2 separate regions of the Mus musculus genome follow, and region 1 is linked to region 2. The links are chromatin contacts, called in public Hi-C maps. All regions are on one chromosome and are shown on one strand. The core of a region is the stretch at or near the end of the contact, and the rest is flanking DNA. Distances in the headings are between cores, read along the strand shown. Region 1 has its middle 13 kb from the start of Gm12408. Region 2 overlaps Shb (src homology 2 domain-containing transforming protein B).

Region 1 (6,287 bases), core at 3,691-6,190, 230 kb after region 2:
AAAACTCCACATGAGTTTGTATCAACTGACATCACTCTGCCAATTGGCTCAAGTCCTCAGAAGCCTGGAGAAACCACCAGAAGACCACCAGAAGTTTTTGGTGCATTTCTTTCTATAAAGTCATCAAACAATGACCATTAAGGAATGGCAACATGTACCAATACCATTTCTTCCTAACATCATGTGTCCTTTATGTGTTTGCTTTCACCTGTGTCTGCTTCAGTGAAATGTTCTTTGACGTAACTGACTTTCCAAAGAAACCAGAAGTTTTCGCTTCAGGGGACTTTTGAAGTTGTACTAAATGCATTTTGTATTATGATATGGCTACAAGCCTATGGGGTCCAGAGAGTGAAATTTGGTGGTTTGAAAGAAAATGGCCCCCATAGATTCATAGGGAATAATGTTGGAGCTGTAGCTTTGTTGGAGTAGGTGTGGCCTTGTTGGAGGAAGTATGTCACAGGGGTTGGGCTTTGAGGTCTCTTATGTTCAACCTAGATCCAGTGTTTCACTTTGTTCCTGCTGCCTGTTGATCCCACTGTACAACTCTCAGCTACCTCTTCAGCACCACGTCTGCCATGCTTCCTATCACGATGACAATGGACTCATCCTCTGAACTGTAAATGTTTTTCCTTATGAGAGTAGTCATGGTCATGGTGTCTCTTCACAGCAATAGAAACTCCAAGACATTAGGTAAGAAAAGAAATGGCCTGGAGAGCCCAGATAGATGGGCAGGGAGATATGTGTCAGATAAACTGGGAGCTTTAATAACCCTGGCCAAGTAGAAAAAGTTGGGGTAGGAGCTGTTAGATTTCTCAGATCGTGTAAAGATGCTGACAGCAGAGACAGGAATCTGACCTTCAGCAGATCGGACTGTGTTTATTAGCAGTCAGCAAGCAGCAGTATCTTTCTCTTCTTCTCAGGAAATGGAAGGGTCTGCCAGGGTAAACAGTTGGTTGAGGCCCTTTATTGCAGTATGTATCCTGTTTCTCTTTCCTGTAGTCTTTCCTTCCTGAAATTTGTTTGCTTGTGATGAGACAAGCTATCCCAACAGACATTCCATTTCTAGGATGGTCAAGTGTCTTAGCCATTGTTCTATTGTTATGAGGAGACACCATGACCAAGGCAACTCTTAAGAAAGCATTTAATAATTGGGGACTTGCTTACAGTTTCAGGGGTGTAATCCATTATTATGTCAGGGAGCGTGGTTGCAGGCAGGTGTGGTGCTGGAAAAGAAGCTAAGAGCTACACTTTAATTCGCAAGAACACACACACACAGAGAGAGAGAGAGAGAGAGAGAGAGAGAGAGAGAGAGAGACCCTGGCCTTGGCCTTGGCATGGGTTTTTGAAACCTTAAAGCCTACCCCCAGTGACACATTTTTTCCAACAATGTCACACTTACATGAACTTTGGCGGACCATTCTTATTCAAGCTGTTATGGGTATGGGGTCATTCAGAGATTTATCAGCCTGACAATTAATAAATTTTAACAAATAAAATGCTTTATTAAATAGTGGCCAGGACCATGGGTACTGGCTAGGTCCATACTTGAGACTCATGATCAAAATACGGCACCAAGCTGTATTAGTCAGGGACCTATAAAGGCTAACTGCACAAGATTTGATACTTCCTGTCTTCATGCAATCAGAGACAAGCACACATCCTGACGTACTTCCTGCCTATGTGTGATCAAGCTCAAATCCTATGCAACTGGGGCAACCAAGCTTGTTCACGAAGTTTTTCTCTTACCTTACATGAACAGCCTCCAGCATTTCAGGAGGCTATCTGTCCTTGGGCAAGTGGAATTTCTAGGTTAGGGGCATCTTTTGTTTTATAGCTCTCTTTAATACAGTAATTTAAACTTCAACATAATGTTAGTTATCACAAAACCACCACACCAAGCAAGGTCTTCTGTATTCTTATAGGAATCCTGTTTTATGACCGACACTCTATCAGGAGACCCATCAACGGGACAGAGGACATGGGACAGAGGACACAGGTCAGAGGACATCCCCTACTTGTACAGACTTTTGGTTTTGCTTTTGTTTTTGTTTTTGTTTTTTCAAGACAAGGTTTCTCTGTGTAGCCCTGGCTGTCCTGGAACTCACTCTGTAGACCAGGCTGGCCTCGAACTCAGAAATCTGCCTGCCTCTGCCTCCTGAGTGCTGGGATTAAAGGCGTGTGCCACCACTGCCTGGCACTTATACAGACTTTAGAAGGGAGGGGTAGCTGTGCTTAGAAGGGTGGGAGCTCTCTAAATTTATCAGATTAGATAGGATATGAGGCTTGGAAGGCAGGAAGCTAATTGTATTGTCCTGCTCTACCTTGGGGCTGCTGCATGCTAGGAGCATAGCAGCTTAGGCCTGAGGTGGGAGACAAGCTGCAGGATGCCAAGGCTAAAGCTCCCTAAAGAGGGGCAGCTACCAGAATCATTCTAGGCTCTATGTGTGTGTGTGTGTGTGTGTGTGTGTGTGTGTGTGTGTGTGTGCGTGCGTGTGAGAGAGAGAGAGAGAGAGAGAGAGAAAGGGAGAGAGGAAGAGGGAGAGTGAGAAAGAGAGAAAGGGAGAGGGGGAGAGAGAGAGAGAGAGAGAGAGAGAGGTGGGACCCAAGAAATTTATGGGTTCTGGCTACTTCCTGCTGACATTAGGGCATTGTGAGAGCCAAGGTCAGGCTGGTACCGGTGTCTGTACTTATACACCAAGAGGATGTTATCCATGTGAGTCTGTGTAGCATGGTGCACAGAGATCTGAATGAGTAAAGTGAACTGGCCTGCTTGTTGTAATTAGGACAACCAAAAGATATCACCTGGTGTCATTTAGCCTTCCCTGGGTTCCCAGGTCTTTAGTTTTACAATCTATCAATGGGGCAGTGTTAATCCCCCCCAGGTGAGAATAAGACCACTACCACAATTTTTGAGCTAAATCTGAAGCAAGTTTTATTAAATACTGGCCAGGACAATGAACACAGGGTAGTTCCAAACCCAGGATTCCCAGAGAATGGCTGTGAATTATGTTAGTCAGGTGGTTATAAAGGCGAAACCCACAAGGCCATGTATTTTCCACTTTTGTCCAATTCGAGGCAAGCATTCATCCTGAAGTACTTCCTGCCTACACCTCCCGCCTGTGTGGGATCAAGGACATCCTGTGCAGTTGGGGCAACCAACCTTGTTTACAGAAGTGAAAACACAGGGGTTGTTATCTTAATGAACAATGGCCTCCAGCCTTCCAAGAAGGTATCTGTCCTTGGGCAAGTGGGCCTTACAGGTTAGAGGCATTTTTGTTTTATAGATCTCTTAAGCACAGTGATTAAAACTTAAAACATAAATTTTAGCCCTCGTAGCAGGAGCCTATGAAGAAATAGGGCAGGTAAGTACACCAGCATGCACCTGTGTTGGTGCCTTGAGACCACATGAAGGAACTAGGGAACTCCCAGGTTTCAGCCCCAATATGTTACATAAGGAAGGACCTTGGATGGAGTGGTGATTCAGAGAGGCGCTCACATATATTTCTAGTATTCAGTCCCTTTCAAGATGTTGGCATCATGGTGGGAGAAGTGGGGACAGGAGGTCTAACAGTAACTCTAAGTTACACTGTTTTTGAGTTAGAACTCAGAAGAGCAAGCCAACTTAGCAGTGAAGATCTGTAAGCAAGTGCATTTATTTATTTATTTATTTATTTATTTATTTATCTTTATGCATATGAGTACACTGAGGCTGTACGATGGTTGTGAGCCTTCATGTGGTTGTTGGGAATTGAATTTAGAACCTCTGCTCACTCTGGTCAATGCCACTCACTCAGTCCCTGACTGCTCCAACCCAAAGATTTACTTATTATTATACATAAATACATTGTAGTTGTCTTCAGACATGCGTCAGATCTCATTACTACGGATGGTTGTGAGCCACCATGTGGTTGCTGGGATTTGAACTCAGGACCTTCGGAAGAGCAGTCAGTGTTCTTACCCAGGCAATAGCTTTTCATTAACCTAATGCCCCATACCCTTTCATATAATATTTTAAATATTAAGGAGAGGGAGCACTGATATTTCCTTTTGTAATGTTACCAGGAGAACAGGAAGTGAGGTCCAAAACTAATTATGAGGGAAGGGTCTAATTTCAGTGGCTTCTAAGCCTGGCTGTTTACCTAACACTTCCGTAGAAGAATTGTTTCTGGGTACAGCCAGCCAGTGATCAGTGATGGCAGATCCTAAGTCATTGGCTACAAGGCAGAAAGGGAAGCAAAGGGAATGTGGTGGTGGTGGTGGTGGTGGTGGCAGCGGCGGCGGCAGGCGGCGGCAAGAAGCTTTTAATAGGAGCCCTGTTGTGTGAAGGGCTCTAGGGCACTTTCCAAACGGCTTGGGCTGATTTGCAGTCAGGCTGTTTTTCACTTGGACAACTTTATATATTATGTTCGAGGGTGAACAACAACCTGGACGTATTTACTTAATGATGTGGGAAGCCAGTAAATAAAATAATTACAAAGAGTGACAGGCACTTAATAAAAGGGGCTGAGTGGAGGATGGGGGAAAGACGGGGTCAGTTGCATCAGGATGGGAGACAGGAGAAGGGACCCGTGAGTGCATGAAGGTAGGGAAAGATGCTCACTCCCACTGCCCCGTGAAGTTGGTTCTGACGTAAAAGAACCTAATATTTCAGGAAAGCATCCAACCGCTCTGGAACTCTTGAAGTCACTACCCTTCTTCACCTCCCCAGCTCCCCAGCAACCCTAGACCCAAATTTCCCAAGGAGACAAACATCCCACTTCAGGTTTAGATTTACATTAGAAAGAGACCTTAATTACTTCTGATCTCTCACACCTCGGAGGAGCTGATTTGAGCTTTTCAGATGCAAAGAGTGTTAATTGGTTAAGAGCCCCAGCTGAGCTAAACCACCCAGAGAAGGAAGGGGGTGGGGAGAAAGCTCCGGAGGAGGTGACTGATGCACAACTCAAGTTTCCGGGAGATCTGAAGGAGAGCCGAAGAGGAACTGACACAATAGTTGGTCTGGGTTCAGCCCTCCAGTCAATCCATCAGGCCTCCTTCACTCAACTGACAAGAACCCACCCACCCCACTGTCTCCCGGAAGCTCTGCCCCCTGGGTCTTGCCCCTGGCTTCCCAGCTCGCGCAGTGCTTTTTGGGCTCCGGGTTTCTAATTACAGCACTTCCCAGCTTGCCTGGGATGGATGTCTGGGAAGTGGATGGCCCTTCTGCAAAGACAAGAGTCCTGGTTGAGCATTGTCACTTTGTAGCTCAAGGTCGATGTCTGGGAGATGTGAAATGAGCGGGAAAACAGAACACATGGTTACAATGTTAATGAAGTAAGCCGTCACTCATCTGGTTCCCTAAGATTCAAGCTGTGCAATCTCAGAGACTCCTGCCAGACTAATCTCCAGGGTGGATAACCGTAGGCCAGTATGTATTTGTGAGATTATTGAATTTCTACCCCCCACATGAAATCTAGACCCCATTTGTTTAGTTTGTAGATGTTCTATTTGTAGCAACTTTATATAAATATAGTGAATGTAAAACTGCAGATTTAAAATGTTGAGTCAGCCCCAAGAACAAGAAATATGACCAAAAATGACGCCAAGGCACATCATAACATTACTGCTCAAAGCATTAACAAAGAAAACCTTTTAAGAAGCAGCAAGAGAATCAGGGCCTGGGTTGTGTGGCAACTGTCTCCATAAATAAATAAATAAATTTAAAAGAGGCTAGGAGGTAGCTCAGCAGTAGTGTTTACCTAGAGTGTGTAGGACAGTTAGTTTAATTCCCTGCAACAACCAGCCACAGCATCCATCGGGTTCACAGTGTAATTCAGAGGCCAAGGTCACTCTGCTGGACAGGCAAAGAATTGACTGTCCAAGAAAGACACTAGACTAAAGCAAGTGTTTCCATTTCTAGAGACACAAGCAGGAGGCAGAGAGAACAAAAGAAACAAAGTCTTTTATTGCGATAGGCTGGTTCCTCCAGCCAGGATTGGAGGAGAAACGCAGAGGTGGGGCTTCCTGGGGGACTCCGGGTTAGGCATTTTATAAGACCCCTGGGTTTTTCTCAGCTTCTCACCCAGATGTTTGTCTTTGGATGGACTTTTCTTTCCAGAAACCCTTCCCACCTAGGAAGCCCACCCTGTTTCCCCTACCTGCCTACATACTTCTAACTTCCCCACAATAGGAACAAGGTGAGAGAGTGACAGTATTTTCATCAGACACTTTGTATGTGAAAAGGCAGAAAGATAAAAATAGGAGCTGGAATAATGTTTAAACAGTCAAGAGCACTTTTGCAGAGGACC
Region 2 (6,186 bases), core at 3,594-6,093:
CTGCCCACATGCACTGGGGACAATGGCCACCAACCTTCCAGTCCATTCAGACCATCTGGGTGGCTTAGACATGAATCTGGGAGAGGCGGCAGAACCTTGTTGGAACCAGTTCCCTTGTACCTTGGTCAGCCAAGGTCAGCCAAGCCTTTCCTGTTGCCCTTGGATGTAAGAGTCAGATGCGATGGTCAACCTTCATCGCCTTCTAGCCTGAATTTACAATCACCTAGGAGACTTACCTCCAGGGTGCTTCCAGAGTGGCTCACTGGCCAGGGAAAGACCCACCAAGATTATGGCCATAAATTTCAAACAGAGCAAGGTGGGTTATATTCGAGGGTTTGAAGGGAAGAAAGACAAGGGGAAATGATACAATTATAATCTCAAAAAATAAGAGATGCTGCTGCTGGGGGTGGTGGTGGTGGTGGGGGAACTGTGGCATTACCCCATGGGCTGAGGTCCCAGGATGAATGCAGGCATCAGGTGAGCAGGACCCTTCACACATCTGCTTTCTACGGAGGCCTAACACTCCAGCCACTGCGGACTGAACCCTCAACTGTGAGAAAATTACCTCCCCTTTAGGTGTCCATCTTGTCACAGAGAGAAAGGTGACCAACACATCAGGTCTGTACGTGTTGAGTGCACACACAGACTTTCACCCATGTGGTGACCAAGAGGGTTTTATGTCCCCTGACATATCAGGAACAAGGTGACGGGGAGGCCATTCAGAGCCAGCTGCCAGCCTGTGGGCTGCTCTCAGCTGTGCGACCTTGGGAGGCTGCTTCAGCTCTCCCCACGTGAGACACCTTTCAGGGCAGTGCGACTGATAACGGGGAGAAAACCCTTTGTGGACTTCCTGGGCGCTATGCACCAGGTTTGCCATTAGCTGCCAGGAGTAGGAGGGGAGTCTCGAAGCTCAGTTAACTTTGCAGCCACAGTGGCTGGAGTCCGAATACAGGTCTGGCTGCATTCTCACGCTGATGGACTCTTGTGACCACACGGCAACCTCCTAACTAGACCATAGTGACCCCTCAGGAGCCCAGAAAGTTGCCAAGGTCTGACTGGAGTTCTCCATTCTCCTTCACAGGGCTTGCTATACCAGCCAACAAGCCCAGGAAACACATCTTGATTGGGAATCAAACCAGCAGGCCAGCATTTCCCTCTGTAGAGAACGTCTCAGAGATATATTTTTTAATTAAAAAAAAAACCCGACTAATAATATATATTAAATGACTATTTTATTTACACACCCTATCATATTCATAAATAATTGCATCCTCTTTGTCTGCACAATTGTTCCTTGACATCTAACGGTTACAGAGTGTACATCTAAAAGGAGATGGGGGCTTACTCTGGCTTATGACATGGTCTCTTTTGTGTACACTCAATATGCACACCCAGTGACACAGACACAGACCAGATGGGGTGGCTCCCAGGGCCTCCTGGGCTCCCAGCACCAATGGGAAAAACCTTGCCCATACACAGGTGAGTTCCTGACAACTGGAAAACAAAGAGATACAGGCCAGAGCTCCGCCCCACCTACCGCTGGGCCCCACCCACTGCTGGGCCCCGCCCACCGCTGGAGCAGCTCCACTTTTGTTCACCCTGGAAGGCATCTCTTTGGATTGCAAAGACTTTAATTCACAGAAACTCGAGGAGGGGGTGGGGTAGGGGCTGGGGTGGTGTGGCCGCGGGCTGCCCTCTTCATCCAGGCCTTCTCCAACCCTGTAAGTGGCGACAGCATTCTAAGACATGCAGTGGTGTGCTAGTACCATACACACAACACACACTGGACACTGCTGGCAGCACAGACAGCTGGTCGGTGCCCTGCCAGCTCCTCCAAGGAACAGGCTTGGTCTCAGAGCAGGGTGAGGCTGGTCTTTTCACAGAGTCCGCACAGCCACTGGGTAGAGGAGGGACAAGTGCTCGGCCCCTTTGATGGGCAGCTTCCTGGTGGTGTAGTAGTGGATGACTTCCGGGACGCTGTCAAAAGGGGGGCTGTTCTGACCCAGAACATACTTCTCTTTGGTCTTGGCCAGTTTCATGTGCATGAAGCCCTGGTTACTCCTGTGAACAAAACACAGAGGTCAGAGGCTGTGCACAGTGCTCAAGGAGAGAGGAGGCACTGCCAGGGCACTGCTTGCACTTGCTTCTGCTCCCATAAGCACATGTACTCCCCAGGAGCTTGCCCTGGCCACTGGGGCCAGGGTTCAGTCTCTTGGCTGTTTAGGACATGGGTCCTAGCCACACCTAGGAGCACCACTCATTTCTGTACCTGCCTGGGGTCCAGGAGCAAACCACTGGTAATGTTAGGATTTTCCACCCGGAAGCTCCTGGGAATTTCAGGGGTGGTGGTAAAAGACAGCCCTGTAACAAAGCAGGGACCTGTTTACACCTTGCAGGTATTCAAGATGCTTCAAACTGACAGGTGGCTGTGGGCCAGTATAGTATGTAGTGATAGCAGGCAAGATATTCTCTTAGACAGGGATGGGGTAGCCCAGCCAGGAACATTTTCTAGCTCCCTTTGGGTACAGTGAATGTGGTAGCATTATGCTTGATCCCCACCAAGCATGGCTTAGGTAGGTGCGATTAGTCGCAGTCTCCCAGGAACCCCAAGGCAGACTTCCTTCCTTCACATGACTGTCATGAACACTATCTACACACTCAATTTAATTTTTTTTAAAGATGTATTTCTTATTACACCTAAGTACACTGTAGCTCTCTTTAGACACACCAGAAGAGAGCGTCAGATCTCATTACAGATGGTTGTGAGCTGGGTTGCTGGGAATTGAACTCAGGACCTTTGGAAGAGCAGTCAGTGCTCTTAACCTCTGAGTCATCTCTCCAGTACTGAACACTCAACTTTCTAAGCTGTGATAGCATATGCCAACCCCACCCCTGATGCTCAGTTTCCCCAAGAGCCTATGGAAGAAGAGCAGAGCCCAGGTCTCTGTGCCCACTCAGCATGGTTTCAGATCTGTCCAGGGAGAACAACTTTGGCAAAACCTGAAGGAAAGTTAGCGGCGGGTCCCAAATGCAGGGAGCTGATGTGTCCTGGTCAGCACAGCTCATTATCAGAGTGCCAGGTGGGCACCGGTCATGATGACAAAGGTCAGCGTCTCAACTGCGTGTCCCAGAGGGCCTCTCCCATTTGAGGCCCTAAGCTGCAGCCACACCCTGGCTCACCTGAGCATGCCTCCATCACTGTCTTTGTGCAGACAGCCTCTTCCTGTTCACTCACCCAAACCTAAGGTTTCTGACTGAGACTGTGCCACCGTCTCAGAGCCTGTCCTTGGTAACTGGTGGACAGCTCTAGGGACCCAGCAGCCAGGGTTACCTAGGGAGGCCAGGAGTCCTGCATGGATTCTTAGGGGCATGGTCTTCCTGAGCCCCAATTCCCTTTCTGGTCTCTGTGTTCCAATGGGGGTCTTAAATTTTACCTGCCCTTTGGGTGTAATGACCCCCCCCCCCAAAAAAAACCTGTTATGCTCTCCAAATGGATAGAAAAAAATGCTTACGGACATGTAGGAGCAGAACAATGTGTCTACGCACAATGGCGTACTCAGAGATGTTACCCTGGGCTTCAAAGATATCAGCAATTACATTTCAAGAGAGAATAATTCTTGTGAAGAACTAAAATTTAAATCAAGAGTTTTAAGGCTGTGCTGTTCGAATTACAGAGCCCATGGCAAGCTCGGCTCTGCAGCCAAGGGTCACTGCATCCCAGATCAGCTCTGTGATGGGGGAGAAGCGCTTACTCTGGCATGTGCAAGGGCCAGCATGCCACACAGAAAACAAACCCGAGTGAGGCCGAGGACTCACCTCAGCATGATGTAGGGCCCACAGATACCAGTCAGCTGGAAAAGGGCCTGGAGCTGCAGTGATGGGACATCCAGAAGGTGTCCAGGAAGCTTGCCTGGCCTGTCTGGGATGTTGAGCAGTCATATGGCTATGGATACCAGGTGTGACCATGATGTACCCTCCTCCCTTCACTGCAGTGCAGACCTTGCAGCGAAGTTGATGGACACCAAGTAACTTAGCTCTGTGAGGGGTCCACAGTCATGTCGGAGGGAGCAGAGGATTTGTAAGACAGAGAGGCCACTATAACTCTTAGGAGGCTGACATAATGGCTCCCATTACATCTCAAGGGGGTCTGGGCAAGGAACTCACAAGGTTAAGGGTTAACATGAGATTTCCACACTAGATTTCTGTGCTACCCAGTAGGCATCAAGGGTAGGAATGGCTCTTACAGCCCCAGGTGACAGGCCTAGTGCTCTCCCAGGATACTCTCCAGAGCAGCAGTGCTCCACATGAAGCCAGGCAGGGCAGCAGGGGCAGCAGGAGGGACTAAGCAGATGTCCTCTGTGCAGAGCCTCCACACCCCTGACCAATTCTGGTCAGAGAGCAGAGAGGCAGGCTGGAAGGCCAAACACAAAACTGTCCCAGGCACTGAGAATGGCCGGTTCCAACCACTGAAACCTCCCAGCCATGAAGACAGGGTGGTAATCCACCCCAAGAGGTTCAGTCAGGGTGGCCTTGAACTCACAGAGATCTGCTTGCCTTTGTCTTCCTAGTGGTGGGATCAAGGGTGTGTGCAAAAATACCCAGCCTAGGCAGGGTATTATCGCAGCAACGGAAATCAAACTAGAATACAAGGGAGGGTATTCAAATCTCCATGGGCAACAGATAGACACATCAGGCAAGGGTATGCACAGGGTGGCCGTGGCTGCTCATAACAAGATGGTTTTGCAGTGAGAAATAGCCTGTGGCTGCTATACCTTCACCTGCTTTGATACACTAGAGGAAATAGGTCAGAGAGGCAGCCAGCAGGGGCGCTGCAGATGCTCCCAGAGCTCTGTGCCTGTGTGCAGGGCCAGGTGGGTGGGCTCCAGGCAGAGCCTGCTCCTAGGTTCCTCAAGGCATGGTGAGGGAGCAAGGATGACATGGTGGCTCTGGGACAGCACCCTTCCTAGCGAGCTCTGACAGGCTCCTGCCAACTGGTTCCTTGTTGGCTCCATCTCCTTTGATAGGACATCTTGTGAGAGCAAAGTCACAATTGGGGTGTCTCTGGTGGGTGACCTGTCTAATGAGTCTTGTAAGGCCCGGGGAGGCAGGGTGCTGGGGCTGTCAGGGCACTTAGATCGCTCATTACCATCACAAAAAGCACCTCCTTGTCACGGGCCCCCATCAGCAAGCATGCCTGGTGTGTGCTGGCCTAATAACAGGCCCCACCTCACCTCCTAATCATGAGCTTTAATAAAACATCACTCAGCCCACAGCTGCCCGCCCGCCGCTGAGCTGGGGTGCGAGGCTTCACCTCTCGCTTTTAGACCTAATTGCTTGATGCATATTTCATGAAGAATCCCGGGTAATAGTTATGTTAAATCGTTTCTTTTCATGATGAAATGACTTAAAAACACTAGCATATAATATTTATGTGGGAAGAGGAAATAGCCCTACGGGACTAGCATAGAGAGAACGTCACAGGAGCCCGCACATGGGGAGTTTCTGCTTTGCCTTGACTGGAAAGGGAGATGCTTTCTTGAGTCAAATGTTTCACATCCTTCGGCTCCAGATCACCCATGGTCCCCAGCGGCAATTCAAATTCAGAACACTAGCATTTAAATCCCACCAGGCAGAGCTAAGCGGACATGACTAGTATCTAGTATCGTTTGCAGATAGGGAAACTGAGGCTCAGAAAACCATGCACCTTATTTCATGGGGAAAGATGGGGCCAGGATTTGGACCTTTCTCTCTCCCTCCAGGGACATAGCCTAGGCTGGCCCTCATATCTGCCGTGTAGCTAAGGATGACCTTGGGCTCCTGAACCTCCTCCCACCTCTCAAGTGTTGGTGTTAGGAGTCTGCACACCTATGTCTCTTGGACTCAGCAGCCTGAGTCCCTCCTCAGCCTTCATGCAGGCCTGCAGCTACCACTGCGACCTCATCTTCTCTGACCAGTCACCCAACTGAATGGATTTAGGCAGGTCTTAGAAATTGCCTTGAGCCAAGAGAGGGAACTCCCCTGCTCTGTGAGCCCAAGGCTGGTGACCCTATCTGCTCACCGCGATGCCTCCGTGCTCTGGGCTCCTAGCACCTGCCTAGCCTGTGTCCAGGGTACTCCGGGTTTGCCATCCTTTCCCACTGGCTGCCTAGAGCAGGGAATTGAGGTCCTCTGACTCCTCCCCGGCTG

What was found. A called contact is a pair of places that touch in the nucleus more often than the background predicts.
Region 1: a Hi-C map of stem cell-derived cardiac mesoderm shows a contact between it and region 2, with 3 times the contacts expected there. The contact joins two enhancer-like sites. A contact is called at or near these places in 4 of 484 Hi-C or Micro-C datasets (cortical neurons, nephron progenitors and stem cell-derived cardiac mesoderm), 1 of 115 datasets of contacts at active chromatin or transcription factors (embryonic stem cells) and 1 of 9 other capture datasets (embryonic stem cells).

What each region holds. Positions count from the first base shown.
Region 1 is chr4:45,649,666-45,655,952 of GRCm38.p6, forward strand. No RefSeq gene overlaps it. Among named protein-coding and RNA genes, the nearest start is that of Gm12408, 13 kb to the left of the region's middle. Within about 2 kb of position 4,941, at least 58 of the 459 cell types and tissues checked have an H3K27ac peak or open chromatin away from gene starts, as enhancers often do. A contact at or near this core is called in stem cell-derived cardiac mesoderm, where this site is marked.
Region 2 is chr4:45,422,063-45,428,248 of GRCm38.p6, forward strand. Shb (src homology 2 domain-containing transforming protein B) reads right to left here. Exons shown (of 6, transcript NM_001033306.1): 6 at 1,214-2,061. The coding sequence ends at 1,878. Gm46852 (a long non-coding RNA gene) reads left to right here. Exons shown (of 3, transcript XR_001784277.2): 3 at 1,082-1,209. Among named protein-coding and RNA genes, the nearest start is that of Gm46852, 16 kb to the left of the region's middle. Within about 2 kb of position 4,844, at least 22 of the 459 cell types and tissues checked have an H3K27ac peak or open chromatin away from gene starts, as enhancers often do. A contact at or near this core is called in stem cell-derived cardiac mesoderm, where this site is marked.